2 separate regions of the Sus scrofa genome follow, and region 2 is linked to region 1. Evidence: chromatin contacts called from public HiChIP or PLAC-seq data. All regions are on one chromosome and are shown on one strand. Each heading gives the region's core, a stretch centred on a gene start, on an enhancer-like site or on the middle of the called end of the contact. The rest is flanking DNA. Distances are from core to core; before and after follow the strand shown.

Region 1 (6,963 bases), core at 3,799-6,298:
GTGAGAAATAAATGTGTGTTTTTTAAGCTGTTGTCTATAGTATCCTGTTAGAGCAGGCTGAATCCACTCTGACAGGCCCCAACTTTTTTTTTTTTTTTTTAGGGCCACACCCACAGCATTTGGAGGGTCCCAGGCTAGGGGTCTGATCAGAGCCACAGCTGCTGGCCTACGCCAGAGCCATAGCAACGCCAGAACCGAGCCACATCTGCAGCCTACACCACAGCTCACAGCAACGTTGGATCCTTAACCCGCTGAGCGAGGCCAGGGATCGAACCTGCGTCCTCATGGATGCTAGGCAGATTTGTTTCCATTGAGCCACGACAGGAACTCCAACTCATTATTTTATCTTAGAACACCTACTATACCCTACACTTCAATGTATATGATGCCTACATATTCCAAGGTCTCAAACCCGTGGATCTCTTTTAGGTTTTCCCTGTATGCCTCCAGCCTAACGGCAAACTGTTTCTCCTCTGACTGTGAGCCACCTCACTTGCCCTCTCACAGCTGCAGTGCAGTTCTCCCTGGACTCCTGTGTCCTTCTGTCAGCTCTTTGAGGGCAGGGCCTACGTAAGTCTCCTAATCACTTAGCACAGGGCCTGGCACAGAGAAAGGTTTGTCAAGTAAGTGTCGGATGAATGTCAGAGAGCAGGCCCCCCCATTTCAGTTAAAGCTTGCATTTCAGTGGGAGCCACAGCAGAAAGGGTTAACATGGGCAAAAGAAAAAATATGAATTCCTGCTGCAGTGAACAACTTTTTCTTTGAATTGACCCCAAGGATGTGAGCCATAAAAAAGGGCCACAGAGCCTGGCGGTGTGGCATACCCATTGCTCACAAAGGCCAGTGGCTGGGTGCCTGAGGTGATTTTCCCTGCTAACCACAGCTTGGATTGAGGGGCTTGACTTGGTGGCTGCAGACTAACCAGCTCTGGGCAGCCCCAGAGCACATCCTCACGGCCATGGTGGCTCAGGGAATTCTGAGCCCCTGCATGGTGTGGTAGGTAGGCAGTCTTCCTGCCTCTATGATGTACTTGAAGCGGTTTCCTTCTCTGACCTCCGCTAGTCCAATGGCAGTTGATTCTCTGTCAACCTGGGGTCATAGTCAAATGTGTATATGTTTTATCACTCTGACTAGACTGTCAGCTTCTGCCTAGAAGGCTCTCGTACATCTTGTGTCTTGTTCATCTTCCTCTCTCCCACATGCTTAGCACAAAGCCCTGCTCATAGCAGATGTCAATAAATGTTTTCTGGATGGATGCTCAAATTCAGATCAAATTGACTCAAATCCCAATTAAAATCCCCAGTCAGGAATACAAGATTTAATTCATTTTCTTTCCTACAAAAAGGACAATCTTGCTGTTTAATATAACCTAATACATTTTCTTCACAACTCAGAGACAGACGCAGGTTCTGTTTTTAGAAGGCATATCTGAGATGTTGTAAAGTACTGCTTGATTTTGCTATTTTACTCTGATTAAATTTGAGGCATATCAGAAATATGAGTGATGACTTGGTTTGCTCTGAACCACTCTTGTCATCATCCTAGAATCCTAGGACAGAAGAACGTGAAGGGCCTTAGAGACCAACCAGGTCATTGCATGGCTAAGAGAAATGAAATTCAAGAGCTGGGATTAGATGGATTAGAAGGATGTTTGATTGGCTGGTTATTTTCTTTTCCTAGTTCATTCATTCAACAAACACCACTGAGCACACACTGTGTGCCAGCCAGGTCCCTGCTGGATGCCCGGGATCTGGAACTGGCAAAGACAATCACAGTCACCACTAAACTCTCAGTTAATGGTTACTTTCCGGTTCCTCAGCTCAGGACACTGTACCTTCTTCAAAGGAGCTACATGGCCTCTTCAAAGGGGCTTCCTGGGGAAAAGGACCAATTTCAGTTGGACAAGGAGGCCTTGCATGTACTAAAACACTGCACTTCCCTACAGGTCAGAAGCATCCATCCAAGCGTGAGTGGACCAGAATTCCTTGAAAGCCTGGTACTTTCTGGCTCAGCACTGCCCCCTTGGGATTCATACAACCACGACCACACTGAAGTATGTTCCTTCAGACTACACTGTTATTTCTCCCACCAGCCCAACAGCCACTCTCTCCTCAACAGCAGGGATGCTGGATTCTCTCAGACTGTCCTCTGTGTCTTAACACAATGTAGGCCAATTCTACTTGAGGCTGATGAGATAACGGTAAAAGGCAGTTTTTGATCCTAGAACACTTCTCTCTCTAAACTCATCCACAGACTCAGCTTCTTTCGGGAACGGCAAATAGGCCTCCTCCCCTGCCAATTCTGCTTGCCTGGAAGTGACTGCCTGGAGAGCTGTGTTGAGAACGTTTCTGCGGCTGCATCCAAACATGGTAGGAAATGGGGATTTTATTGACTGGCCATCTATGGGGCAGCTATTTGCTTTCCAGCCTTGAGACCCTGGTTTGAAGACCTCCATCGGTTCTCGGATGTCTAAAGGATTAAGTCCAATACACTCAATATGGCACACATGGCACTTTGCAGTGTAGTCAGTGACCTACACAGCAGCCCACACCACCCCACCACACACTCTAAAGCCCAGCCACACTCAGCTGTGTTCTGTGTCTTAAATGAACCTCTCTCTTTCAGGATTCTGGCCTTTGCAAATGCTATTCCCTTTTCGAACGCTCTTTCTCCTTACTCCCTTTTGATACCTGATTTCTCTTACTTTCCCTGTGAAAAGCTCTCTCCTTCATGTTCCCACATCCCCTTATTTGTCCCTTTGCCATTATCCTGATTTACCGAGATTTGTCTTTTTGCATTTCTAGGTCCCCCCAGAGAAGGGAGGTCCTAAAGAGCAGAGTCCCATCTTATTCACCACCAGCGGAATACCAGCCACAGATAAGGCACTTGCTATTGTACTGCTGCATGAAAGAATTCTTTGGAAATCTCCCCTTTTCACTTCTCCAAGCTGTCTTTCAGAGATGTAAGAATTAGCCTCTACGATGGCCTTGCAAACCTGCAGAGGTACATCTGGCCATCCGATCAGGTGTGTCACCTCTCTAGCATAACCACTGCCAGATGTCTGTTGCCCCCTGGACCCCAGTTTAGGAACTGACGCTCCGTATCACTTTGATTTACACTAACTGGGTACTGAATAGATTGAGCAGAATGGACCATTTCATTCAATCCTTCACCAAGCCTCACTGTCCTAACTTCAACACAAGCACAAACTAATGTGTATCTGTCTCCACTGTCATAACCAGTTCAGGCCATGGTCAACTCTCCTGGGCTATTATAACAGCCTCCTAACTGGTATCTCTGCTTCCCTGTTCCCAGTGTCCAATCCATTCTCCACTTAGCCCCCCTTAGTTTTCTTTCAGATCCTGACACTCCTCTGCTTAGAGGCCTTCAGTGGCTTCCTACTGATTCTAGAAAAAATGCAAACACTCTGTGGCCTCCAGGGCCCAACAGTCACCAGCTCCTGCCTCTGTCTTTGCCACTTCCCACTCTGGTGCACTGCTCCTTCATCCTGGAAGGCCCCTGCCCCAGCTCTGCCTTTGAGATCTCAGCTCAAAATGTCGCCCCCTCAAGGAATCCTTCCCCGACCTTCCTACCCAAAGTGCACAAAACACCTCTGAGCACTCTCTATCCCCCAGCCCTATTTCTTTTATGGCACCTAAAATCTACAATCACTTTACCAATTTACTTTACCTTTTTATTCGCTACCTCTGATCCTAGAATGTGTGCTCCACAAAAGCTCCAGAAAGGACAGACCTGCCTGCCTCCTTCCCTGCCACACCAGAGTCTAACACAGGGCTTGGCTGAGGGCAGGTGCTAAATAAAAACACATTTATTGAGATCCAAATAAATACATTTCTGAGGATCCCAAAGACAGGGTTATGCTTCTTAAACATTAAGTAATAAGCTGTAGGACGTGGTGCTTGGAAGTCAGGAGACCTGGGTTCTAGGTCACTAGCGTAGGTGAAAGACAACATAACAACATGAAGGATTCAGGCAAGATGCCAAAGTAAGGAAAACAACCTGTATTGGCCTTAGAGAAAGTCAGGAAAGGGGAGAGCCCTGTGGCTGGAGAGGCCAGGGCAGGCTTTAGCGTTCCAGGACACAGCCCCAGGGCAAATGTCAGAGGTGTGGCGCAGCCTGCCAGGAAAGGATGGTGTTTCCTGAACTGGCAGAAGACTAAAGAGGCGGCATCAGACCGACAGCTCAGATCAGACACTTGAAGTGGCCTCTGGGTGTGGGGGTAGGGGGGTGGGGCCTGAGAGAGAACGCTACGGAGAGGACTTCAGCATGACCTCAGCTTCTAAATGGATTAAATGGGAGGGGGTGGGAAGAACACTGGATGAGAAGTCAGAGGGGGAACTAGAGGAAGGAAAGAAACATTGACTGAGCACCTGGTCCACCACAGACTCTGTGCTATTCAGTTTACATACATGCATGCAGTGTTGTAAGCACCCTCCCAGGGAGGTCGCAAGATCTTCATTTGATACAGAGGCTCAGACAAGTTATGCTAGCTCTGTGAATATTAGGATGCTTATCTGTAAAAGGGATGACAATAAAACCCATTCCCCACATCTAGTGTGACACTGCAAGGATGTATGGTGCAGAGCACCTTTCACCATGCTGGATGCTTTCGCAACTTTACTGTCATCACTAATGTGGATAACCATCTATAATACTAACGACTGGTGGCGTGTATGACGTCACAGAGCAGATGAGTATCAGAGGTGAGACGTGCATGCTTGAGGGCGCTTTCATTCAGTCAGGCTGCCCCTTAGAAGACCAGGACTTGAAAAACAGCTCTGCCAATAATTAGCTTGGATACATTACTGCACCTTGTTCTTTGAATCTGAATAAAGGGGCCAAGAACTCCACTCTACAGAGCCTGCAGGGATGCTGGAGGAGAAAATCACCAGTGAACAGAAATGTGCATTGTGTGTGCAGATGGAAACTGGGATGACTGTCACGGGCGCCCTGAACGGGGGCAAGTATCTTCAGGCTGGCAAGATTCGAGTGTGGTAGATGGTGACCTATGAAGCCAGAGCCATGCCTGAGGCACCAAGGATTCCACAGGCAGCAAATGGCCTTGAGTTGACAGTGACTGTGCTAGCTCCGTCCAAAGGCTAGTGCATATCTTGTTAATGCTCCCCTGGAAAATAAAAACAGTGTGGGCCTCCTAAGATGCCATCAGAAACACAATTCAGGAGTTTATCCAACCCGTTGGGAAAATAGCTCCTCGTAAAATCAGCTTTAGGAAAGAGCTGGCGTGAGAAGGGGACATAGCGAGAATTCTTACAGGGGTCAGATTGCAGCAACGTGCCACCCTCGGAACCTGAAAGGATTTCTCTGTAATGAGGACCGTGTTTTCTGGGGAAACTTAAGCCAGGTGGGCTAACTGCTTGCTGAGCCTGTGTCTCCTCAGGCAGAAACAGGACAGTGTGTCCCAGTCCACTGCAGGCTGCCAGTGGGCTGACACACGGCCTGCATTTGTGCTCTGGGGAGCGACGAATGTTCTCTCTGAGCAAAGCATACACACCCAGGCCACGTGCACACACTAGAGTTGGCTGCTGATCCGAGGCAGCTGATCAGGGGCCCCACAGAGCTTGTCCTGCTCTTACGTCCTGGGGTGCTGGCTTCTAGGCTTAACTCATCTGACCCTCGCACACACAAAACTTGGCGAGGTACTGGGGACCTGGTTTTGCAGACCAGGAGAAGGAAATTCAGACAGCAACTCGCCCAGGTCACGTAGTTAGGAGAAGGGGGAGCCGGGATTTAGCCGAGGTCCTTCTAACTGCAAGGACACTTTGGTCCTCGGCAGACTTGCCTAAGGCACATTTAGTTTTCAAGATAGAAAGGCAAAGCCAAGAATGAGAGAAGCTTAGAGATGTGATTCTCAGTCTACCATCCCACCTGACATACGGTCATGTGACCCCTGCAGGAGGGCCTCCCCAGGTCCTCACCATCCACTCCAATTGTACCAAGTTCTTTGTTCCACTAACGTAGGCAATGTCGGCTTCCCCTGGGTGCTTAAATTGGCATGGTCTCCCCCACCCCCCACCACGTGCATGTTAAATATACCAGGGGATTTTTGCAAGGACACCATGCTCCCTGTCGCGATGGTAATCACTGTCCTGAATTCATGTGGCTGGTGAGTTTGGATTTTCACAAGGCAAATGTTCTTAGAGCATGTATCTGTCCCACGTGGGTATTCACAGATCCTATCACATGGTGCCAGGGTGAGATGAGTCACTCCTCCATTCTCCCCCTTCCTGCCCGTCAGTCCCGATAAGGACACAAAGCCTGCGCTGCCACTTCTCTCCCCACCCCTCACCTGGACACAAAGAGATGCTCTCAGACAACAAACTGGGACATGTGGCCAGTTGGAGCTCAGACTGCCCAGCCGAATCCCTTTCAAAGTGGAGAACTGGCACTGAGGCAGTCACTGTCTAGGGAGACTCTGTGAAAGAGAGGAAACCAAGACAGACCTGGGAGTCTCAGCTGCCGAGGGAGCCCTGACAAACCAAGTCTCCGAAGTCAAGGACATGTCCCCTGGATTAAGTCAGCAGTCAGCATCCTGGAGAATTAGTATTCAGAGAAAGGGCAGCATCCTGCTTGGTTTCCGTCTGATCACAAGGACAGCAATGCCAGAAAGGTTCTGGGGATGACACTCCCCAAAGAACCAGAGGTCTTTCTGACTTGGCATTGTGCCTGACATGTTGTAAATATCTATTAATAGCAGATATTTTAATTAATTAGTGAAAAAAGAAATGAACACACATCAGACACAAATATCTCACCCACAGATGTGGGGAGAAAAATACCTAAAACAACATGCATCGATACCTGAATTGCTTTCCCCGGAGAAGCGGACTCTCTCCCTAGGTTGTTCCTACCCTTCCCTCTGGCTGAATTCTCTCACAACACCCCTTTTCTGGTAAGGAAACAGAACCACGAAGGGTGAGAAGC
Region 2 (7,694 bases), core at 2,130-4,629, 160 kb before region 1:
TGTTTCACTCTACAGTACAGGGAAGAGGCATGAAGCAAACACATTCAACGTAGGCTTATGAGAGAAGCATATATTCAGAAGATCAGAGCCTTTAAATAGAAATTGTTTGGAAGATGTGTGACAGCAGAGTCCTTTCAGCTGACGGGCTGGTGGGACTCCATCAACCAGCAAACAGGATCTTTGGTGAGCACTTGGTGAACTCGACCAATGAAAGCTGCATATTGCAAGGCGTGGGTGGTGGAACTGGCCAATCAATAACCTCGAAAAGCGTACTAGTCAGTGAAACCGGCCAATCAGCTAGACCTGCATTTCTGAGCTGGGAACTTGTTCCTTGGAAAAGTAATCTGATTTCCTAATGGCGAAAGGCCACTCTGGGCTCTGACTGGCGCCAGAGTTCCAGGAAACAGGTCTGAGGCCATTCCCGTGCCAGCAGTTCACTGCCAGCGCGCCTTTGCTCAGAGATTAGCCATGAGGTCAACCATTTCAGTGACTCACCTCGTGAAAATGAAGCGGCAGTGTCAGGCCTTACTGTTTTCTCTGTAAGCATATAAATTGATTTTTCCAGCTGGTTAAATTCTCCCCTTTGTTTTTATACAGAGGCTTAGGATGTGGCTGGATTTCAGCTCCAAAGATATTACCAGGTAAAAACAGTCCCCCACTCTGTGCAAGACCCAGCCTCTGTGACCAGTGAAACTGGCTTATTGAAACTGTGGCCAAGTAGTGACCTACCTGAGACAGCCCCGCTGGTGACAGTCTGGGGAAGCCACCACCTAGGGCTAAGGTAAATCCTCAACTGAAGACAGGGACAGCCTCATTCTGAAACATCCCGTTGAATGATGACCCCACCCGCTGCCACAAATTCAAGAGATCACATGTCAGCTCCCATAAATCCAGGTGACACCTCCCATTTGGACAGAAACTCCAGAAGCTCCTGGAATTTTATATATGGAGAATCTCCAGAGAAAGAAACGAGATCCTAGCTGCTGTGTCCCTCGAAGTTTACTTTCTGTTCAGGGTTCTTTCCTACTCTGCCACCATGTCCCCCACTCATGCTCCCTCCACCAAGGGGCTATTCCTAATTTGCCCAGCCTTCCAGGCACCAAACAGGGTAGGTTGGGTCACTGTGAAAGCAGAGCCTCAGGCAAGGATTGACGGAGGGGGTCTATTCTGCAGGAGAGCCTAGGAAGCCGAAGCGTGAAGAAGGAGGAGTCAACCAGGGAAGTAGCAAGAGCCAAGATGAGGGCACGTTTCCTTGAGGTCTGTGGGTAAAGGGCTCGATTCCAATGGAACCACTGCACACTCCCGGAAGTGTCCACCTGACAGAGGAGAGCTGGAGTCTGTCTTCCCTCGGCCCTGACTGGAAATTGTTGCTGAGGCAGTTAACTCCCGTGTGCCTCCAGGCAGCATTCACAGGCTGCAAGCGAGCTCCTGCGGTGTGGACGAAACCCCTCTTCAGAATCAGGGAAGACTCTGGCTCTGCTTGAGGGAGGACATTGAGAACGAGATCCCCGCCTGGATCTGTCCTCTTCCACCATGACTGAAAGCAGAGGTGGGCCAGGCGCTTGTGGGGCTTCCTGAAGAGTTTTATGAACTCTGGCGGGGCAGCAACAGGAAAATAAACCCTCAGGTAATGTGAACCAGTTTACCTCACCCAAGCTGAAGTATGCGGTATGTCACACGTCTACCCAAGAGCCACTGAAGAAAAACATACTGACTTCTGAATCCTACAAATCCGAGTTCAAATCCTGGCTCCGCCACTTAGTTAGGTAGTGACTTTTGGCATGCCACCTGAGTGCTCTAAAGCTCAGCTTCCTCAAATGGATAATAGGGATAAAAATACTTACCTTATAAAATAGTAGTGGGCAAAGTCCTCAGGACATAGTAAGCCCTTTCTCAACATATGGCAACTCTTACCAAAGGGCTGGCACTTTTTCTACACCCTCAGCCACCCCCAAGGGCCAGGCTGTCTCCGAGGGAAGGTGGCTCTTTCACCTTTTCTAGATAAAAGCTTCCTGACATCCTAGTGTTTTTAAGCCCAAGACCACATAGCTGTGTGGCCCCTGCTGTCCTCCCCTTCAGAACCTTAACAGAACCACTTCTTATCCTAGAGACTTGAATCAAACCATTTAGGAGATAGAAGGGGAGTGAGACCCATAAAATCCAGGTATTAAAAAAAACGGAGGCATTCCCGCTGTGGTGCAGCAGGTTAAGAATCCAGCGTTGTCACTGCAGCAGCTCGGGTTGCTACTGTGCACAGACAGGTTCAATCCCTGGCCCAGGAATTTCCACATGCCACAGGCAGAGCCGCAAAAAAAAAAAAAAAAAAAAGAGGAATTTTGTGGGAAAGATCAGTTTTTAGAAAACTATCTTGACCTTTGTCTCAACTACTAAAGACAAAATGCAAGCTTTCCCCTATGAATTTTTTTGTTTCATAGTCCATATCTTTGGATGAAGTAATACCTTTGGGTGAATATGATAATAAGCAAACTCAGATTCTAGAGGTGAGTGTTCCTAAGTGTAAAATCCATCCATCTGGAGTTCCCATCGTGGCTCAGTGGAAACGAATCCAGCTAGGAACCATGAGGTTGCGGGTTCGCTCCCTGGCCTCGCTCAGTGGGTTAAGGATCCAGCGTTGCCATGAGCTGTGATGTAGGTCGCAGACGCGGCTTGGATCCCGTGTTGCTGTGATTCTGGCGTAGGCCGGCGGCTACAGCTCCTATTCAACCCCTAGCTTGGGAACCTCCATTTGCCACAGATGCAGCCCTAAGAAGACAAAAGACATTTAAAAAAAAAAAAAATCCATCTTGTTCCTCAATTATGTAAAAAGTGCTATGTCTATAAAAGGCATTTTAAAAATTTATTTCTTGCCCTTGATTCAATAATTCCCTATTTTTATTCCTGTTACTCCTCAAATTTCCAACTTTAAATTACCTGAAATTGGACTTTCTAAATCCGTGTTAAAGGGATCATGTGCTTTGGTTCAAAACTTCCTTCCCCTGATCTCCTGGGACCTGGGGTTGGACAGGAGCCCCCATAACAGACCTGGTCATCTGGACAGTAGGTCCAGAACTTCTCCAGGAGGAGCCAGGGAAAGAGCCTGGGCTGGGAGCAGAGAGATCAGAGTTCTAGTGCAAGTTCTGCCTTGAACAGACTCTGTGACCTTGGGCAGGTGCCTCATGTCTCTAGGCCCGAATTTCCTGCTCTTTAAGGTGAGAGGCTTAGACAGGAGGTGCTCTGAGAATCGTGGATATGATCTTTGGGGGCTTAGGCAGAGGTGCCCGGATAGCTGGGATTTTCTGAGCCCCGCCATGGCGTCCCTTGCTTGGCTAGGGGCTCCCGCAGGGCAGGATCACGTTGCCCCAGATTCCAGGACTGGCTGTAGCGCAGACCCAGGATCGGGTGACAGATCCATCCAGCCTGGACTGGCTCAACCTCTCAGCTACAGCCGCAACCGTGGGGGCTGGAAAACCAGAGCTAATGCAAGCCAGCTGGAGGCCAGGACAAGATTGATGAAGGACAGGGAGAGGATTTGGCCGGGGGTTGGGGGGCTAGAGCATAATTAGTCCTGCCTGCTTCCCAGAGGCCCCCAAGCTGGGTAAACCTCGTTAATTGGGAACCCCCAGTGGGGAATTCCTGCTCATGACCCAGAGAAGGAAGGGCTCGTTAGGAGTTAATTAGTAATAGAAGTACCAGTTGGGGAAAGTGTTTAAAGTATTAAATGGCTGAGCATCTGTTTACCTACAAACAACTGATATGTCAATTATCCAACCATCAAAGCGGGTCTCCTAAGATAGTGATTGCCAACCTCGGGTGATCCTCAGGGTCACCTAGGAACCTTGTTAAGTATCCGTCTCCAAAACAGTGATCCTGACTGGTCAGCCAGGAGTGAGAACCATCACCCTAATCTAGCTCCTAGCCCAGGATCTCTTGGCCCAATCTCAGGGGCTACTTTTATCACTAAGAAATAAGTAACACCCAACAACAACTGCTATTGCTCTTTCTATAATTTATTGAACATTTACTAGGCACCAGGAATAATGCTTGGCTTTTAGAGTAGATTATCTCTTTCAATCTTTGTAACAGCCATGTGGGGTAGGTGTTATTATCCCTTGACTACAGAAGATAAAGTGATTTACTTCAAAGAGGGGGAAAACTTACTAGAAATGATAGGAAGTGGCAAATATTTTAACTCCAGAGCCCAAATCTTTATTTTTTTAATGACCCCCAAAGCCTTTTCTGTCCTATCCCTGACTAAGGCAATATTCTGTTAGGTTTTTAAGGATAGTCATAGGGCTATTCAAGATATTGTCCATTATACGGATGGGAAAACCAAGTCCCCAAAAGGAGACATTAGTTGATTCAAGGAGTCCAGGTTCATGGCTTCCATGCCTGAGGCATTTTCCATTAGACAAGGCCATCACCTGGAATTATAGAGCAGAAGGAAGGAGAGAGGCCAGTCTCCAGTGCTCAGTGTCAACAGATGTGCCCTGGTACTCAAAATGCAGGGTGATTTGGCTAAGGATGCTAGGCTCAGAGATCTCGTCATGGTGCAGCAGAAATGAATCTGACTAGGAACCATGAGGTTGTGGGTTTGTTCCTGGGCTTGCTCAGTGGGTTAAGGATCTGGCATTGCCATGAGCTGTGGTGTAGGTTGCAGACACAGCTCGGATCCCACATTGCTCTGGCTGCGGTGTAGGACGGCAGCCGTAGCACAGATTCAACCCCTAGCCTGGGAACCTCCATATGCTGTGGGTGTGGCCCTCGAAAGAAAAAGAAAGAAAGAATGCAGGCTCTAATAACAGTCACACCTCTGACCCCCGCTGTGACTTGGAACAAGGCTCTAAACTAATGTGGGTCTCAGTTTCCCCATCTATCAAGTGGAAATGCCACTACCTGGGTTGCCTTCTGCCTTGTAAGGAATAAACGAGTGGAAGACGAGTGAGGGAAAAGAGAGTTCTCTCTTTGTAAGGGAGTGTTCCAATTGGTGTGGGGGCAGTCTTGACTTGAGGGATACTTTCACGCAATTATGTGGCCACTTAGGGCTTGATAAGACTGTCCTTTAGGGTCCAGAGCCAACCTTCCCCTCCCCGGGTTGCAGAAAGCTAGAGAAAACTCTTCCTAATTTTCTCCAGAAAGCTGGCAAGATGGTTGACCAGATGGCCCCCTTGGCCTTCCTGTGTGACTCCTGGATTTGGCTTTACTGCTCAAGCAGACCTTGTAGCCCTACCCCTCAGACCAAGGGCAGCTTCTTCTAGAGCCAGGCTCGCCTAGGAGCCCCATCCAGATGCCCGCCTAGCTCTCTTCCGGCCTTGGTGGAGGCATGAGCTTCCCCCGCCTCCTACTCACTCCTCGTTCCTCGGCCGCCAGCCCAGCAGCTGTTGCCTCAGATCAGTGTGGAGCATCTAATCCCCTCTCCAGAGCCCTGGCCCCCTCCTCAGGCAGTAAATTAAGGAGGATGTAAGAACAGAGGGCACCAGCGTCAGCAGAGCGGCATCCAAAACATCCTCCCCCACCCTGTGCCTGAGTCACAGGGCTCTGAACTGGCCCCCTCTGTGCCCGGGGTGAGGGAGGAGGTGGCAGAGAGAACCAGGCCTGAAGGAAGAGCGAAGCGGGAATCCAGAGGAGGGAAAGGCTGGAGGTTTATAGAAAGGCACCAGGCCAGGCTCATGGATGTGTTCTAGCTCATCCGCCTTCCCTGCCACCCTGTGCAAGACCCCAAATCCATACACCAGAGTGACAGGGCATGGAGCTCAGCCATTAGCGTCTTTGTCATGCCCTGACTCTCTAGGCCCATCTCTTTCACGTGGCACACCCCTGACTGTCATGTCTCCATGCCTGAAATGGAGAGAGAATAGTCAGCTGCCAAGAATAGGGAACCTCTCCCCCCCAGGACCCATTCCAAATCCCTTTGTTGAGGGGCTGTGGCAGAAGTGGCCTCTTTGACAGCTGTACTCACCTCCTGCCCCCGAGAGCATGATCTACAGGGCTAACCTTAAAATTCCATTCCTCTCTGACTCAAAAACACCATCTAAGACTCTCTATGCAAATAATGTATTGAAGTTCACGCCAAGAATTTCCCAATCTGACACCAATCTACCAAAAACTAAAAATAGAGGAAGAGGGAGAAAGACGGCCGGATAAACTGTTGAGACATCTACTGGTAACACCTAGAAGGAAGAGCAACGTCGGGATGCCACCCAGCTTTGCCGAGACGCCTCCTGGGAGGACGGCCTGGCGAGTAATGTGGTGGCTTCCGAGGTGGAAATCAAAGTCGAGGGATTAACCCCATGGGCCTGAGATTTTAAGTCAGCAAAGTCAATACCATATTTTAGACTTCACGGAAGACAAGTGGGCCCAAACTCACCCGTCAGTGACCAGATGTTTCATGTGCACAAAGAAGATGGGTCTGTTCAGAAGGAAGGACAGACAATCCAATGTGTCAGAAACATCAATGTTTGGGCTTCATTCATGCTTTAAATTTCATGTACATGTTGATAACTATCAACATGCTATGTTCAGCCCTGATTTCTCAGTGAAACTCCAAACCTGTATCTGACAGCCTGCGTGATGTCATCACGTGAATATTCAGCAGTGCTCTCGAACTTAACCTGTCCCAAACTGAATTCCTGATTCCCTGCCCACAAATGTGCTTGGCATACCCTTCCCCATCTCACCTTATGGCAACTCCATCCCTCACACTGCTCAGCCTGGACACGGTCTTTGCCTCTTCTCCCGCTCCCTCCACTCCCACAGCCAATCTCTCATGAGATCCTATTGGCTCTACTTTCAAATACCGTATCCAAAAGCTGCCTATGTCTTACTCTCCCCACCCCTACCACTGCTATCATTTCTCACTTGGATTACCACAGAAGCCTTGTGCAAGGCCTCTCCTTCCTTTCTTCCTTTCTGTCTTTTTTTTTTTTTTTTTTTTGTCTTTTTGCCATTTCTTGGGCCGCTCCTGCGGCATATGGAGATTCCCAGGCTAGGGCTCAAATCAGAGCCGTAGACACCGGCCTGCACCAGAGCCATATTAGCTTGGGATCTGAGCCGCGTCTGCAACCTACACCACAGTCCAAGGCAAGGCCGGATCCTTAACCCACTGAGCAAGGCCAGGAACGAACCCACAACCTCATGGTTCCTAGTCAGATTCGTTAACCACTGTGCCACGATGGGAACTCCTTTCTGTCTTTCTTTTGGAAGCCTTACCCTAGTGTGATATTTATTTATTTATTTAACTAGAGTTGATTTAAAATGCTGTGCCCATTTCTGCTGTACAGCAGAGTGGCCCAGTCATCCATATATATATATAGATAGATAGATAGATAGATAGATAGATAGATAGATTCTTTTTCTCATATTATATTCGATCATGTTCTATTACAAGTGATTGGATATAGTTTCCTGTGCTATATAGCAAGACCTCATTGCTTGTCCATTCTAAATGTAATAGTTTGTATCTACTAACCCCAAACTCCTCATCCATCCCACTCCCTCCTCCTTCCCCCTTGGCAACCACAAGTCTATGCTCCATAAGACCTTTTGTTTCAAATTTCCCCCTTACCCTGCCCCACCTCTCCACCTTATCTGTTCTCAACACAGCAGTTAGAGGAATCCTTTTTTAAAATGCAAGTCAGGGAGTTCCCGTCATGGCACAGTGGAAATGAATCTGGCTAGGAACCATGAGGTTGTGCGTT

The links. HiChIP or PLAC-seq counts read pairs in DNA pulled down with a chosen protein or histone mark.
Region 2: an H3K27ac HiChIP or PLAC-seq map of skeletal muscle shows a contact between it and region 1. The contact joins two enhancer-like sites. A contact is called at or near these places in 3 of 47 Hi-C or Micro-C datasets (psoas muscle and skeletal muscle) and 1 of 2 datasets of contacts at active chromatin or transcription factors (skeletal muscle).

What each region holds. Positions count from the first base shown.
Region 1 is chr2:41,295,441-41,302,403 of Sscrofa11.1, reverse strand. The region is part of intron 10 of SERGEF (secretion-regulating guanine nucleotide exchange factor); the gene reads right to left. Among named protein-coding and RNA genes, the nearest start is that of KCNC1, 110 kb to the left of the region's middle. Within about 2 kb of position 5,048, at least 8 of the 83 cell types and tissues checked have an H3K27ac peak or open chromatin away from gene starts, as enhancers often do. A contact at or near this core is called in skeletal muscle, where this site is marked.
Region 2 is chr2:41,457,001-41,464,694 of Sscrofa11.1, reverse strand. No RefSeq gene overlaps it. Among named protein-coding and RNA genes, the nearest start is that of MYOD1, 37 kb to the right of the region's middle. Within about 2 kb of position 3,379, at least 4 of the 83 cell types and tissues checked have an H3K27ac peak or open chromatin away from gene starts, as enhancers often do. A contact at or near this core is called in skeletal muscle, where this site is marked.